4 separate regions of the Mus musculus genome follow, and all the other regions are linked to region 1. The links are chromatin contacts, called in public ChIA-PET, HiCAR-type and promoter capture Hi-C maps. All regions are on one chromosome and are shown on one strand. The core of a region is the stretch at or near the end of the contact, and the rest is flanking DNA. Distances in the headings are between cores, read along the strand shown.

What was found. ChIA-PET counts read pairs in DNA pulled down with a chosen protein or histone mark. HiCAR-type assays count read pairs that join an accessible place to other places. Capture Hi-C pulls out chosen DNA fragments and counts their contacts.
Region 2: a HiCAR-type map of Th17 cells shows a contact between it and region 1, with 12 times the contacts expected there. The contact joins two enhancer-like sites. A contact is called at or near these places in 2 of 15 datasets of contacts at CTCF or cohesin (large pre-B cells and pro-B cells), 39 of 484 Hi-C or Micro-C datasets (the Ba/F3 cell line, CD4 T cells, the G1E-ER4 cell line and 27 more), 16 of 115 datasets of contacts at active chromatin or transcription factors (the 230-238 cell line, the NIH/3T3 cell line, PVALB interneurons and 11 more) and 3 of 9 other capture datasets (adipose tissue, embryonic stem cells and liver).
Region 3: a contact with region 1 is called in an RNA polymerase II ChIA-PET map of memory CD8 T cells, with 22 read pairs. The contact joins two enhancer-like sites. A contact is called at or near these places in 1 of 15 datasets of contacts at CTCF or cohesin (large pre-B cells), 8 of 484 Hi-C or Micro-C datasets (the C2C12 cell line, LSK cells, bone marrow-derived macrophages and 3 more), 11 of 115 datasets of contacts at active chromatin or transcription factors (the 230-238 cell line, the SCID.adh cell line, T-cell acute lymphoblastic leukemia and 7 more) and 3 of 9 other capture datasets (adipose tissue, embryonic stem cells and liver).
Region 4: a promoter capture Hi-C map of adipose tissue shows a contact between it and region 1. The contact joins two enhancer-like sites. A contact is called at or near these places in 4 of 39 promoter capture datasets (the C10 cell line, cranial neural crest, liver and 1 more), 1 of 15 datasets of contacts at CTCF or cohesin (pro-B cells), 4 of 484 Hi-C or Micro-C datasets (bone marrow-derived macrophages, centroblasts, pre-B cells and 1 more), 7 of 115 datasets of contacts at active chromatin or transcription factors (acute myeloid leukemia, bone marrow-derived macrophages, double positive thymocytes and 4 more) and 3 of 9 other capture datasets (adipose tissue, embryonic stem cells and liver).

Annotation. Positions count from the first base shown.
Region 1 is chr2:49,731,769-49,735,357 of GRCm38.p6, forward strand. It overlaps Kif5c (kinesin family member 5C), which reads left to right. Exons shown (of 26, transcript NM_008449.3): 15 at 936-1,082. Among named protein-coding and RNA genes, the nearest start is that of Gm46738, 14 kb to the right of the region's middle. Within about 2 kb of position 1,998, at least 127 of the 459 cell types and tissues checked have an H3K27ac peak or open chromatin away from gene starts, as enhancers often do. A contact at or near this core is called in the G1E-ER4 cell line, the SCID.adh cell line, Th1 cells and 14 more, where this site is marked.
Region 2 is chr2:49,311,352-49,314,940 of GRCm38.p6, forward strand. It overlaps Mbd5 (methyl-CpG binding domain protein 5), which reads left to right. Exons shown (of 17, transcript NM_029924.2): 16 at 2,299-2,374. Among named protein-coding and RNA genes, the nearest start is that of Gm25215, 85 kb to the right of the region's middle. Within about 2 kb of position 1,925, at least 94 of the 459 cell types and tissues checked have an H3K27ac peak or open chromatin away from gene starts, as enhancers often do. A contact at or near this core is called in the G1E-ER4 cell line, the SCID.adh cell line, Th1 cells and 11 more, where this site is marked.
Region 3 is chr2:49,332,006-49,335,594 of GRCm38.p6, forward strand. No RefSeq gene overlaps it. Among named protein-coding and RNA genes, the nearest start is that of Gm25215, 65 kb to the right of the region's middle. Within about 2 kb of position 1,761, at least 7 of the 459 cell types and tissues checked have an H3K27ac peak or open chromatin away from gene starts, as enhancers often do. A contact at or near this core is called in memory CD8 T cells, where this site is marked.
Region 4 is chr2:49,416,003-49,419,591 of GRCm38.p6, forward strand. No RefSeq gene overlaps it. Among named protein-coding and RNA genes, the nearest start is that of Gm25215, 19 kb to the left of the region's middle. Within about 2 kb of position 1,524, at least 120 of the 459 cell types and tissues checked have an H3K27ac peak or open chromatin away from gene starts, as enhancers often do. A contact at or near this core is called in adipose tissue, bone marrow-derived macrophages, centroblasts and 4 more, where this site is marked.

The DNA.
Region 1 (3,589 bases), core at 748-3,247:
TCTGAAGAATTATAGTATTTAATTTGGCTTCCCTGAGGACTAGAAGATGTTCTAAGTTGTTACCTATCCTCATTAGTGTTTGTCTGGGCTATTGATTCCAGACCCCATTACTCAGGGTATTTGGATGGGACCCAGGGAGGAGATTTTTGTTTGAGCATGGAGCTGGGGAACCTGAAATAGAACAAGGGGGAAGAAACAACCTTTGGTAAGTTAGAAAATGTAGTTAAATCCTATAAACGTAGGGCCTCTTTTTGCGCCAGTGTGTACAGGTAGAGACCAAGTCAGCCCTCAGCATCCTTCTTTAAAGTGTGCTCTGTCTTTTTATTTTGAGACAGTCTCATTGTTTTGGAACTCACTGAGTATGGTAGATTGTTGTCCAATGGCCAGAGGAATCCTTCCAGTCCTGGGATAACAATGGCGCACCACCAGACCCAGATAGAGCTTCCAGGATTCAAACCTAGGTCCTTATGCTTGTGCCCCAAGCACCTTACAGACGGAGCTCTCTCTCCAACCTCTTATTTATTTAAAAGGCCTTACTACAATTTACTTATTTTTATGTTCACGTACCATGGTACCTGGGTGGAGGTCAGAGGACAGTTTGCTGGAGTCAGTTCTTACCTTGACCCAGTGAGCCCTGCTCTGGGCCCTGAATTCATTTACAGTAACTCACTTTGCTAGCGTCGATATAACCAATAATAATAATAATAATACATATCTAGTAATAATACATAGCTGGTTTTACAAGGTAACATCTCTGAATTAAGTTTCTGTATCAGAACCAAGTGCTACGCAGCAGTCAGCCTTCAGAGTGCTTTTCCACTGAGATCAGAGGAGTGATTAAAGAGCTGGGTCTGGCATGGGCTGTTGAGCTCTGGAGGTCACAGGTGGAAATTCATGGGCCACCTTGGTAACCTGTGGCTGACTTTGTTTTCCAGACGACACTGACAACCACCCAGCGAGAGCTGAGTCAGCTGCAAGAGCTTAGTAACCACCAGAAAAAGAGGGCCACAGAGATCCTGAACCTGCTTCTCAAGGACCTGGGGGAGATAGGCGGAATTATTGGCACCAACGATGTGAAGACTGTAAGCCAGACTTGTGTTCTCTGTTCCTACCCTGACTGGTGTGATCCGAGTCAAGCTCTGCAGCACCTGAGGCTCAGGGCTGTACTCTGCACCTGGCGCATGCTGAAAAAGGAGAGCTGGCGCATGAAGCAGGGGCTGGGGGAGGGGATGGAGAGGAACAGTTTGCCTTTCAGATCTGGGGGGCATCTTCCAGTCTTGGTTGGTTTTGTGTGGCTTGTTTTTTTTTTTCTTTAGCCTTACCTGCAATGCTCTCACACTGGGGCTCAGCTGGGAGAAGCTGCAGGCCAGGTCTCAGTCCCCACCCTTCCCCACCCCCCCAGCCCAATGCAGTGAGAATTCTCCAGCCAAGCAGTACGAATTGAGAAAGCTTCCAGCTGAAAGTCATAGGCAGCTAGCAGGGGCTGAAAGAGTAAACCACACTTAATTATGTGTAACAGGAGGAGGCTAGGCCTTGTTACTCAGGGTCATCTGCATCACCTGGGGCTAATTAGCAATTTAGACCCCAGGCTGACCTCAGACATACTGAAGCGGACTCTGTGTTTTAACAAGATGACTCGTGGCTTATTAAAGTTAGAGAACCCAATTTGGTTTCATTGCAGTGGCTCCACAATCCACAGGACCCGACTGTTGTGTTTCCTCTCTGCCCATCCTTAGCTACTTTCATTTTCATATCTTTACGCTTTTGCCTCGTAGCAAGATCACTGCTGTAGCACCAACTGTCAAGTCTTTATTCATTTACATCCAGTGTGCTGTATCACTAACCACTTTTATCCAGGAGAGGGGACTATATACCAGAAATTCCCAATCTTATGTAGCCTTAGGGCAGCTGCAAGGCAGCGGTTTCAGGCCCTGCCAGGTTAAGCTTTTAAGTCACGGCTAGGCTGGTCTGTGCTTGACGGTTAATGTTTAGAGCCACATGTTGCTGTTGAGCAGTGTAGTTCTGACATGGGGCTGATTAAAGGCTCGCAGGACCTCATGGAGTGGATTTGTGGGACGTTGGCACCTCCTGCTGATAACAATAAGAAAAGATATTTTTATGCTAAGATCTTACACTGAGCTGAGGAACACATTAGTGAACTCAAAGCGTGTCTGTGCTTTGCCATTAAAGGTCCTTCCTGCCGGAAATCCTAAGTATGATGAGAGGATTTTTAAATACCTAATTGCATGCTTTGGGATTATTTTTAGGTTCCAGACACTAGATGCCCTTAGCTAATTTCATTGATGACTCTCACTTACAGATCACGGTAGTCTCAGAGAGCCTCCTTCCATGCTGGACCAATGGCAAAGGCTGCCAGTGTATCTGTGCTGTTGCATTATGGGAGGGATAGAACGGGGAGCAGTATCGGGAGGCAAATCTCAGTCACCAACCCAACTCACGTTTAGCAAGGGCCTCCATGATGGGGAGTCACAGCTGATAATTGTAGCTTTTCCTGCTGGTCACTTAGTATTGTGCTGCAGTCATTGTTAGGTGGTATTGAATTCTTATATGGTTAATAAATCACAATACAGGAACGCAAAACTGTATACTTCATGTTTGCTACCAATATTTAGGGCTCATACCCAATATCATTTTATCTCAGTTCTCAAATGTTTACACAGAAAAATATGTGATTTAATGACAGCAATGATAACATTTGAGGAGGTGGGAGGGGCAGAGAGGGGGCTGATGGGAGGACACCGAACATCAGAAATTGCTGGCGTTCCTGGGCTAGATTCTGCTGGGACATAGTCTTCCTAAGGTGCAAGGCTGCCCTCTGGTGGTTAAACATAGTGCACACAAAGCTACTTTTCTGCATGGTTCAGCTTGTATACCATGCATCTTAGCAGATGGGTCTAACCCAATACCTTGTCTCCATTTTTGTTTTCTAGTGGAGTTCTGAAAGTTAGAAACCAGATATACCTCATTCAGGAATTCTGTCAGAACCATCTCTTGTCAGTGTTAACTTAGGCTTGTTCTTAGATATCTTATCAGAGTAGGTTACTGTCTACTTGGAAGGGCAGCTCCAAAAAGGCAAAGGAAAAGATTGGTAGCAGCAGATGGCTAAGCATGGAAATTTTCACATGAGGAGGCACTGGGCGATTGGTGCATTCTCTGGCATTAGAGGTTCTGTTTGAAGAGTGTGGTGAAAGTCTTTTATAGTTCAGCCATTGCATGTAGACATCAGGCTCCTCACCACTACGGAAAGTGTGGAGAAGAGAATTGAAGTGCTGGGTGGAACTTCTTCTCTACAGGCGAGATTATGAAGGGCCCCCACTAGGGACATTGGGTCACCGTTGTAGACATGCAGGGTGGGGCTTCTGAGGAGGGTTCTCCTTCATAAATTCTTCAATAGTTTTTCTTCTCGTATCATCCTTTCTATCCTCAAATCGGTTATAAGGAAGTGTATGGTTAACAGAGGAGCACGTTTGATGTGGGTTTTGGTGGGAACTTTCTTGTGTGCAATCTCTGAGGACTTGATGGTGACTTCGACATGTATGTTTTTGGCTTCCCCTGTGGCTACAATGTT
Region 2 (3,589 bases), core at 675-3,174, 420 kb before region 1:
TTATAATCAAAATACATAAAAATGAAATATCCTTGACACTTAAATACATACGGGGACTGAAATACAGAAATATTTCTGTAGTTATGAACACTAGCTGTTCTTCTAGAAGACTGAGGCTCAATTCCTAGCACCTACATGAAAGCTAACGACCATCTATAAACCCAGTCCCAGGGCATCCAACACCCCAACACTAGGCATGTTCATGCTGTACAAACATACTTGTAAACAAGACACTCAAACAACATAAGTACAATTTTTTTAATTTTGAAAAAATTAAATGCCTGTGTCTCAGTCAAAATGACAGATTAAAGATAAACCTACTGAATGCACTGCAGAAGTGTGATGTTGTTGGGCAGTTTCCCTGTGGATGACTTCATCAGGATTCTCACCAAATAGCCAAACGTAGATGGTTCCAGAGACCTGGACTTGAGTTTCCTCTCAGCCACCGGGGATCACACTTAGCAAACTCCTCCCTGGACAAACAGCACAGTGACTCACACTAAAAGATGCAGGGCTCCCTAACCCTGGAATGGCAGGAGGTATATATGTAAAAATGCCATGCACTGGGGAGAAGGAATGAAAGATTTATATCAAGTACCATGATGTCCCAAATAAAGATACAGGAACACTGATGTAGTGATGCATGCCTTCCATCCTAGCATTGTGAGTTAGTTCCAGGTCGACATTGGCAAGACCCTATCTCAAAATAGTAGTAGTGATGATGGTGGTGGTGGTGGTGGTGATGGTGATGATGATACAGGAGCAGGAACAGATGAATTGTGTATCATGACAGCTTTTTATATGTATAAGTACATAAAGCGATTCTGTCCATGGTGTATCATATAAAACATGAGCTAGGGAGACATAGGGGAGTGAGTGTGACTGAGAATAGTGACCACGTAGAAATACTAGATTTATCTTTTTGATTAAAAGAATACTTAATAAGAACATGTCATTTATTAACAACCCATTCTGGAGAGTGGGTATGTTGGGATTACTTTGTTCCCTGAACTTCTCTGCATTTGCAGGGTGGGGAAGATCATTAAGAGCATGCTGGAGGGAATTGTTGGTAGTGTCCTTACAACTGGTTTAAGTTAGTAGGTTGATCTATCCTTCCAATAGAACTGACTTAACTGCACAGTTGTTTTAATAAGATATAGGACCATTTATGTTCACTGTGGACAAATCCACTTAGCAAATATGTGGAGCCTTCATGGTGTGCCTAAAAGTGTAATACTCAAAGATGAACAACTAAGTGTCTGTAAAGCACAGGGAAAACAAAATAGAGGAGTTATCAGGTCGTTTTCTATAGTGGATAAAGCCTTGGGAACACTGTGGTAAGTGGAGAGACTTCACCTGAAGGCATTACACTGAAGTTAACGTGCGTTTTCTCCCACGGCTGCAAATTTCCAACCTCCATGTAGACACCGAGATAGATAGATAGGACTTAACTCTTGGGAAGCCATGGTAACAGATAGCTCACTATAGGAGTTTCCTGACTTCAGGGCTTTCCTGTCAGTTGTCCTGATGGGATGAATGCTAGCAGATTGCCTGCATATTTAGAAGATTGTGGCGTAAGATTTACATATGTACATGAGAAATAAGGTAGGGTAGGCAAAGAATGTATAGCCACAGAGAACTGCCTGACTGTCCTAACCGGCACAACAGCTTCATCGATATCGTTTTTTTAAAAATGGCACATATGGGATGTTACTCATGGAATGCTGATCGGAAAGCAATAGTCAGAAGCTTCTGAGACAGTCCTTGTGTGTCTGTTGAAAGGATCACGTCATTTCGGTTTAAAGGGAACTGTGGCGAAACCAGCCTCCGAGCCTCAGGTGTAACGAGGTAATAAGCTGTTCTTAGCCACGCACCAAAATGTAGCTTTCGTTTTGCTCAATTGTGCTTAGCTGAGATGATCCAGAAAGGGTGGAGGGAGCTCCCTAGTGGCCAGAACTTGCAGTTCAGCCTCGGTGTCCTGGCCACGGCCTGTTTCCTGGTAGGAAGCACAGCTTTGGAGACCACAGAGCTCCTGACCCAGTCCTCTTCATGAAATGCAGAAGAAACACACAGTGGAGGGGACTTCCTGTGCTAACCTTAGCGGCCGTGTTACTTTAATGGTTAGCGTTCAGTGCTGGGAACCCCAGGACGATGCTCTATCGCCTGAACTTCCCAGATGTGAATCTAGATTGACTTTCTCTGGTAGAATTGATATTTTTGTCTTCTGATTAGGGAATTAAATTGAGGCTTTTGTTTCTTTAATTTGTTAATTTGGTATGTTGTTTTCATTGCTTCCAGAAGTGGGAAACTAAATAACCATTTAGAAGCTGCTATTCACGAGGCCATGAGCGAACTGGACAAAATGTCTGGGACTGTAAGTCAATTTATTTTTTTCCATTATTCTAGTTTCTTTGAAAATAAATTGCATTAACACTTTTTTTTTGTTAAAAAAATCTCTTGAACATTGTAAAGCAACTCTCATAGCAATACTAAACTGCCAGGCAAGCAAAAGACTGGCGGCAGAAAAGAATTTAAGGGAAGGGAGCCTGTATTAGCTATGGATTTTTTTTTTCTGAGATAAGTAACTTTTGTTTTCTTAAAAAGGTTCATTAAGTGGCAGCAGCAGTATGGTGAGGTCCCAACCCCAACTTTCTGAGTTTGACTGTGAGTTGCAGTGACCATCACTATAGCCAAAATATTCAGCAATGCAACCTCACTCCATACATTAAAAAAAAAAAAAGTAGGATTAAAAAGATTGGTCAATTTAGAGAGTATATTAACTTCTTATTTTCCTTCTGCTACCTTAAAATTGAGATGATTTGTGCATATTTCTGTTACTAGTAACTGTAAATCTCATGATTAAGGAAGAGATGTGCTTTCTCTTCACACTTTGTTTGACCTATGCATCCATTAGTTTGAGATGAGAGGTATAAAGCTCTCTCTCCATCACATACAGACTCAAACACATAAATATAATGTTAGTAATCTCTTTAAAATAAGCATTATTTCAGGCTGCATAGCAATGACAAGCCATTTACTTAGGCCATCTGAAACTTACAACCCATCCATTGGCTGCTTCATGATGGGTAACAGTTAGGGAGCCTCAAGATGTTGCCATTGGCACAGGTCATAGACATGTGTTAATCTAACCTATGATTGGATTTTGCCAGGAAACCTAAGTTTCCTGGTAAACTTGTAGCCATCAACTACAGTATCCTCTAGAACCAGGCATGTGTGTGTGTGTGTGTGTGTGTGTGTGTGTGTGTGTGTAGTCTGTCAGTAAAGAGGATCAGGAATGAGAGCAACAATTCTAGAATTGAGAGTTGCCAACAAAAATGTGCCTGCTGCTGAGCCTGTTGAAACATAGGCCATGGCTCACTTGATTCTGGTGCCTGCAGAGGAAGGTGTAACTCTACTTGGCCACTTCCAGACCTAGATCCCTTCTTTGTGGAGTGCCCACCGCTCCTTGAGACCTTGATGTGCTCACCCCATCTTTGTATATCCTTTGCGTCCTGCTTGATAGTAACGAGAGAAGGCATGAAGAAATGTCAGTGTAGCTCCTATGAGCTCAGACGTCCTCAACTCAAGT
Region 3 (3,589 bases), core at 511-3,010, 400 kb before region 1:
GGGGACCCTCTTTGTTTCTCTCTATGAACATGAGATGAGTGACTTTGCTCTACCGCCCACTCCCCTGAGAAGTCCTGCCACACCACAGATCCACAAGCACTAGGGCACTTGACCATGGACTGAAACTTCCAAACAGTGAGCCAACATTTCACTGTATAAGGCCATTTGTTATAGCAGCAGAAAACTGACGACCACATAGGATGAAAGAGGGCCTCCACAGTCAGCTTGCAGGGAAGGAGGGAGTTTCACGGAACAAGAAGTTACTGACTGTAGGAAAGATGAAACAGGAGGTCGGTCCCTTTACCCTTCATACTCCCTTCACTTTCCATCGGGGGATCCAGAGGAGACTTTTCACGAGGAGACTTTAAAAGATTTGCTCCTGTGAAGAGATTTACAAGAAAGATATCCTTGTGCTGTTCATTATAAACTCTCCCTAAATTTCTTGAAGTCTAAAGGTGAAATTGGGGTGGGGGAATTACCATGGATTTGCTGTAATTGAATTTCTTGTTCTAGCTGGTTTCGAGGCTGAGTTTTATACCAAGAATGGCTTCGAATCAGTTCTTAATGATAGGGAACTGACTTGTGAGTTCTTAACTCATGCATGGTAACAAGTAGTTCATGCTTTCAACAAAGTGACCAAAGCCTCTTCATCCTTCCCAGTAATTGGTATTAGGACAACTCTACTCCAGGAAGATCATGTCTCTACCAAACATGTGTCCCTCAGTGTATATGCCTCCTACCACAGGCACACACAGGTGAGCTTCACTTAACTAAATCCAGCTTTGGTAGCCTCTTCACCTTCTTTTGCCCACTCTGGAACAGGAATCTAATAGGAAAGTGAGTCTCATTCAATCCATATATATATATATATATATATATATACATATATATATATATATATGTATATATATATATATATATATATGTATATATATATATATATATATATATATATATATATATATATGCATATCAGCCAGGCATGGTGGCTCACAACTTTAATCCCCAGAACTGGAGAAGCTAAGGAAGAAATGTGTACCAGCCTTGGATACAGAGACTCCATCTGCTAAACAAAATTTCTCAAATTAGTCTATGACACAAAGTCCAACCCTTGAAACTAAGCCAACACTAAGGTGAGAACCAGATAGATCATTCTCTCTGTGCTTGACAAAGAGCTTTGTGATCTCTGGCTCTGGTCCCTGAGGGCAGTGGGAGTTACCTGTTTCATTGAAGGCACAGACCTGGGCCAATCTAGATCATCATCTGAGCTTCCTGTTCTTGACCCAGGACACATGCTACCACTTGCTACAGGTGCCTAGTAGAGAGTATCATCTTTCAGAGGGGAAAATAGCCACCAAACACTAAGTGTTGGTTATTTTCTATAACATGCTTTGATTTCCTCTATCAAACTCAGGAAATTCTGGCTTCACATTGTGGCTTTGTAGCTTCCTGTCTCTCCAACTATCGAATTCTAAAGGTAGTTGTGTTTTCCCTTCAGATAACCATCCACAGTACCAAAGAGGACAGACTTCTGACCCCTTCTCATACTGAATTCTAAGTAGGGACATAACCTCAATTGGATCCCTCACTGTGTGGAAATACACATCCTACGATTCTGCCTTTGTCGGTAATCACTTAAACAGTCCTTTCTGGTCACTTTGAAGATGTTGTTTCTGTCTCGTAGAAGCTTACAGTCTAAGATACCTACGAATCCGCTGAAGTCCAGAAGTCGGAAATCTGAGGCATATAGCAGGGGAACCTCAGGCTGGTTAGCAGTCAGCACAGGAAACAGCAGAACCATTACACAGGATGTCTCACTGGGTCAAGGAGCTCAAGTAAAGGACTGAGGTCTCTGTGGACAATTTCCAGAAGATAAATAGGAGTGCATGGAAATAGTTCCCGGAGAGTGGCTAGAGGGGCAGTCAGGTGCTAAGAGGGCTGTAAGAGGAAGAGAGAAAGAAAGGCCATTTTAAAAGGTCATTTGTTCTAAGATGTTTGGGAAAGGCAGAGATATGAAGTGGTAGCGCGTAGTGATGACGTAAGCACAGGTGCACACGGTGCCTCTTTGTGCTCCTTTCTGGCTTTCACCCTTCCTTGTCCAACGACTGAGTACACGAGAAAATGGTTCTTTCCCAGATTTGGATGACTGAGCCAAGGCGGGGCCTGATTAGAGAAAGACCTAACCAGGTTCCCTTGACCAATCAGAAAGACCTAACCAGGTTCCCTTGACCAATCAGAAAAGCCTAACTAGGTTTCCTTGACCAATCAGAAAGACCTAACCAGGTTCCCTTGACCAATCAGAAAGACCTAACTAGGTTTCCTTGACCAATGAGACAAAATGATGAGTAGGGAGCATTTAAGTTCCTTTAGGAACTGTTTGCCAAATGCCACCAAAAAAGATTCATTATGGGTCTTTGTATTTAAAAAAAAAAAAAAATCAAGTTGGTGAGAATGAAGTGGCTATCACTGGGTGATGTCCATGCCTAGGCTACAAGGACTATGGAAGCAGCTGGAAGAGAGAGAACATTTAGACAGCTGGAATCTAGACCTAGCAAACAGGTGCCTGTAATCTCAGTATTAGAAAGGCTGTCAGGATTAGGAAGATGGCGATTTCCAGGCCAGCTCAAATATGTCTAGGAGGGAACCCTGTTGCAGAAGAGAAATAGATGCAATGACAGAAGCCAGGGACCCTGAATAAGAGGTGACAGTAGCCCTCAGTATCTTTCAAAGGCTGGACTCTACATTTAAAAATGATTCTTTTATTTCTCATGATAATTCTTTGAGATGAGAACTATGGGGCCTCCTTAGAGATTGCATCAGTGAGGAAACCAAAATCAAGTTAGTTCAATGTGAAAAGCTGGTTCTTCAGTCTTCAGCCACTAGATAATTCTAACAAGAGAGAGGTGACCCCTGAAGCCACCTGGCATAGGAACACAGAAGGAGCTGTGTGACAGGTGGAACTTCACCCAGAGAATCCTCTCCTGAGGACGTTAAGGGGAGACTGCAGAGTGTTTGTCCCCTCCAAAAATCTATTTCCAGTAGGAAATAGGACCTTTTGAGAGGGTGATTAAGGTCCATCGAAATCTAATAGGACTGCTGTCCTTGTAGAAAAAGGAGAGAAACTAGGAAATGCGTACATCAGTGGTAAGACACTGTAAGAGCCATGTGCAAGCCAAGGAGAGCCCACTGATCCTTGCTCTTGTACGTCCAGCATCTAGAACTGAAAAATATTTGTCTATTGCTTAAGCCACACAGTCTGGGACATCTTGCCATCTTGCAGGCAGCCTATCTGACTAACAAGGAGACAGGCACCTGGCAGGCTAAAGGAGGTTGGTACCAAAATCAAAACGGACCCAGGTCCTCAAGATTTTATCCCTTCTCTCTCCTGGGTTTGGGGGGCTGTTCAGTGTCAGAGGGGTATCTGTCAGAGGCAGGTTCTACCAAGGCCGCATAAAACCCTGAATGCACAGATGAGAAGCAGCGGAAATCAGGATCTCCTTGTTTCATGTCTGCGTGCAGCAGCTTCCGGTTCTGTGTTTCTAGCGGCCCTGTTTGAAGCGGTGTGACCGCTCCGGCTGCTTAATCTTTC
Region 4 (3,589 bases), core at 274-2,773, 320 kb before region 1:
AACGGTCTAGCAATGATGGGATGTTATCACACCAAGTTTGGCTTGATGCCCAGGAAGAAGAAACTGAACAGCTGAAGGAGCCAAGTAATAAGAGATGGAATCTAGAGAGATAAGGCCACTGAAAGATCACAGTATCAAGGGCAGAAGAGGTGAGGTAGGAAATGCTCACTCTCTGTGTTCTCTCATGTCTGATCTTACGTTGCTGTCTTTCAACAAGAAACTTGAGGGTGAGATGGTCATGATGGAACACACTTATTATTACAGCATTGGGAAGGCAGAGACAGGAGACGAGGCCAGTCTTGGCAATGCTGTCAGACCTTACCTACACACACACACTCACACACACTCACACATGTACTCACACACTCATACACACACACACACTCACACACAGTCACACACACACTCACATACACACACATGCACTCACACACTTACATACACACACACATGCACTCACACACACACTCTCACACACACATGCACACACACTCGTATGCACACACACTCGAATGCACACACACTCGCATGCACACACGCACTCACACACACACACTCACACACACAGACTGAAGATGTAGTTCAGTAATGAAGTGCTGCTCTAGCATGCAATAGCACAAAGCCCTGTGCTCCATATCCACACAATATCAAAGAAGGAGAGAGACAGAGAGACAAAGAGTGAGAGACACACAGAGAGGTAGAGATGCTGAGAGACAAAGAGACAGAGACAAAGGGGGGAGGGAGAGCTGAATGGGAAGACATGGCAGGACTAGGAAGGCGGTGTGCAAATTTGAAGACTAACCTATATAGCAAAACCCTGGAAAGAGAGGAAGAAAAGAAACGTTGAGAGAGAGAGAGAGAGAGAGAGAGAGAGAGAGAGAGAGAGAAGAAAAGCTAACAATTTTTAAATTTATAAATTATTTATTTATGGCACTTGCCACTTAATAATTTCCAGGCTGACATTAACCATGAGTAACGGAAACCACAGAAGGCAGACCACAGGATAGAGGGGCTACTGAACAGGAGAGGATGAGCCAGGCTATAAAACTCTCCTTAGAAGACAGGATGAGGAAGCAGTAAATGAGGCCAAGCAAAGCCGAATCTGGGGCTGAAGCCGAGGAGCACTGAGAGAAATTACAAGGTGCCACTGGGTCTATGCATGAGCAGAAAGGCCAAAGGAAACAGAAACTACGAGATGAGGAAGCAAACACTAAAAAAAAAAAAAAGGCAGAAATAACAAGATGAGGAAGAACAGCTTAGTGTTGACGGTAGGAACTGGACGAATGTGACAGTTCCTCTCTCCCTCGCCTGACTCCACCGCGGTTCTCATGCCCTTGGTGGCTAGGATGTGTGGTTCTTCTTGGGTCCCTTGATCCTTTATAGACCACTCCAGAGGCAAAAGAACCACTGCTCTCAATGCTTGTTGCAGTGATCCGAATGGGTCTTTGTCAGTTAAATGACTCAGCCTCATTTTGAATGATCTTGTTGCAGCAGCTCTACCTACCTCTGAAGCATGGTTGCTTCCGTCTTTGTGCCTGCTTCCTGGATGTGCAGGAAGTGAGGTGGTGGTGCACATCTTCCTTTACATATTGCTTATATGGCTTGCTAAATTCCACACCTCGAATAAGCCATGACCCTAGAGGGACCCTGCCATACTCTTTCTAACTTTTTCACCTGGCAAATGAACATGGAAACAGGATGGCTCTGCTGCGTCTTAGAAATCTCAGAGTTTGCTGATCCCAAATAATAACAATACCGTAGAGTACTGTGGGCAAGAACACCGTTCCTTTCTGAAGTTGACTTTGTCGTGATGAACACTTGTTAGGGACCAGCTCACTCCCTAAAAATTGTTTCTGAACCTGCTTAAATCTTTCCAGCAGACAGAGAGAATATGTATATTTAAAAAATGTATCTGATGTCAAGTGCCATTCTCATTCCCTTTGAATAGTAAGAAAAAAGTATTTTTGAGCAGTTCAGATATTTAGCTCTGAAAATTAGCCAGTAAGGAGCTACTTGTATAATGTTCAGCATATTTATTTATTTATTTATTTTACAGACTCTCTTTTGAAATAAATCAGACAGAGGTTCCTTTCAGTTCCAGTGGGAGTTTTCAGCAAAAGGAGAAAGGAAGACTTCATACTCTCTAAACGGCATCAGAAGCCATTCATAGACTTCCTCGAGGTCTCTGCCTCTTCCCAGTGCCAGGACCCTGAATGACTTCTCACTATTGCCATTGTCCCTCTTAGGCACCAGCCTGGCAGCTGAGCCTCTGAAGATTCTAGCCTTTGGAGTATGGGAAGACGTTAGCATCAGACAAGTTCAAAGGCTCCATAGAGAAGTGAACTGCTCATGAGGAGATGAGGGCACAGGGCTGTCTGCACACACTCCTGAGCCCTGTTTCCTGTGTCCCATGCCTAGTTTTCCTGCATGAAGTCTGGAAAAATCTGTCACGGGAGCAGACAGAGAAGCAGGCTTCTCTTTGCAAAGTGTAGTAGGTTGTTTTCACAGCATCCACGATCATTTCCATCACTCCTTAGTGTCTTCATCATGTTTGCAGCCATGAATGAATTTCCCAAATACCATTTCTGGTAAGATTTCTGAGTGACTCAGGATGAAATAACTCATGAAAAACCCTAAAAGGGTCCCTGGGATGTTGTGCCTAGAGAACTTGAAAGGGAGGTTCACCTATGCTTGCCGCCTCTACTACGGTAGCTGAACAAATCCCCGTTCTGTATTTATCTTACCCCCTGTACTGACTGGTTTTATGTGTCAACTTGACCCAGGCTGGGGTTATCACAGAGAAAGGAGCTTCAGTTGAGGAAATGCCTCCATGAGATCCAGCTGTAAGACATTTTCTCAATTAGTGATCAAGGGGGAAAGGCCCCTTGTGGGTGGGACCATCTCTGGGCTGGCAGTCTTGGGTTCTATAAGAGAGCAGCCTGAGCAAGCCAAGGGAAGCAAGCCAGTAAGGAACATCCCTCCATGGCCTCTGCATCAGCTCCTGCTTCCTGACCTGCTTGAGTTCCAGTCCTGACTTCCTTATAATAAACAGCAGTATGGAAGTGTAAGCCAAATAAACCCTTTCCTCCCCAACTTGCTTCTTGGCCATGATGTTTGTGCAGGAATAGAAACCCTGACTAAGACACCCCCATAACACAGTCTTCCTTTAAACTGAGCTTTGTGCTTTTGAGATTTGGAAGCAGGATAGTCTCTCTAAGTAGGTATTGATTACAGGTCACTACCTGGGGAACTTAGAAAGGACAGCTGTATTTGCAATATATTCCCTCCATGGATTAAACTGAAAGCTTTGGGGGCTTCAAATAAAAGGCAGATACAACTGTGCTTTAAACTGCTTTTACTGGGGAAAGGCGGTTTCAGAGTTCAAGCTCAGTAATAAAGGCAGAGGGGAGGGATGTACAGTGATCAGCCTAAAGGATCTACCATGACCACAAAGCTTGGTGTTACATGAAATCCAATCTCTCAGGTGTTCCACATTAATTTAAAAAATTATTTTTTTAATTAAGAGATGTTGTCCCACTGAACAAAGTTACCTTGTCAAGACATTTGTGCACACACAATTTAGTTCCCC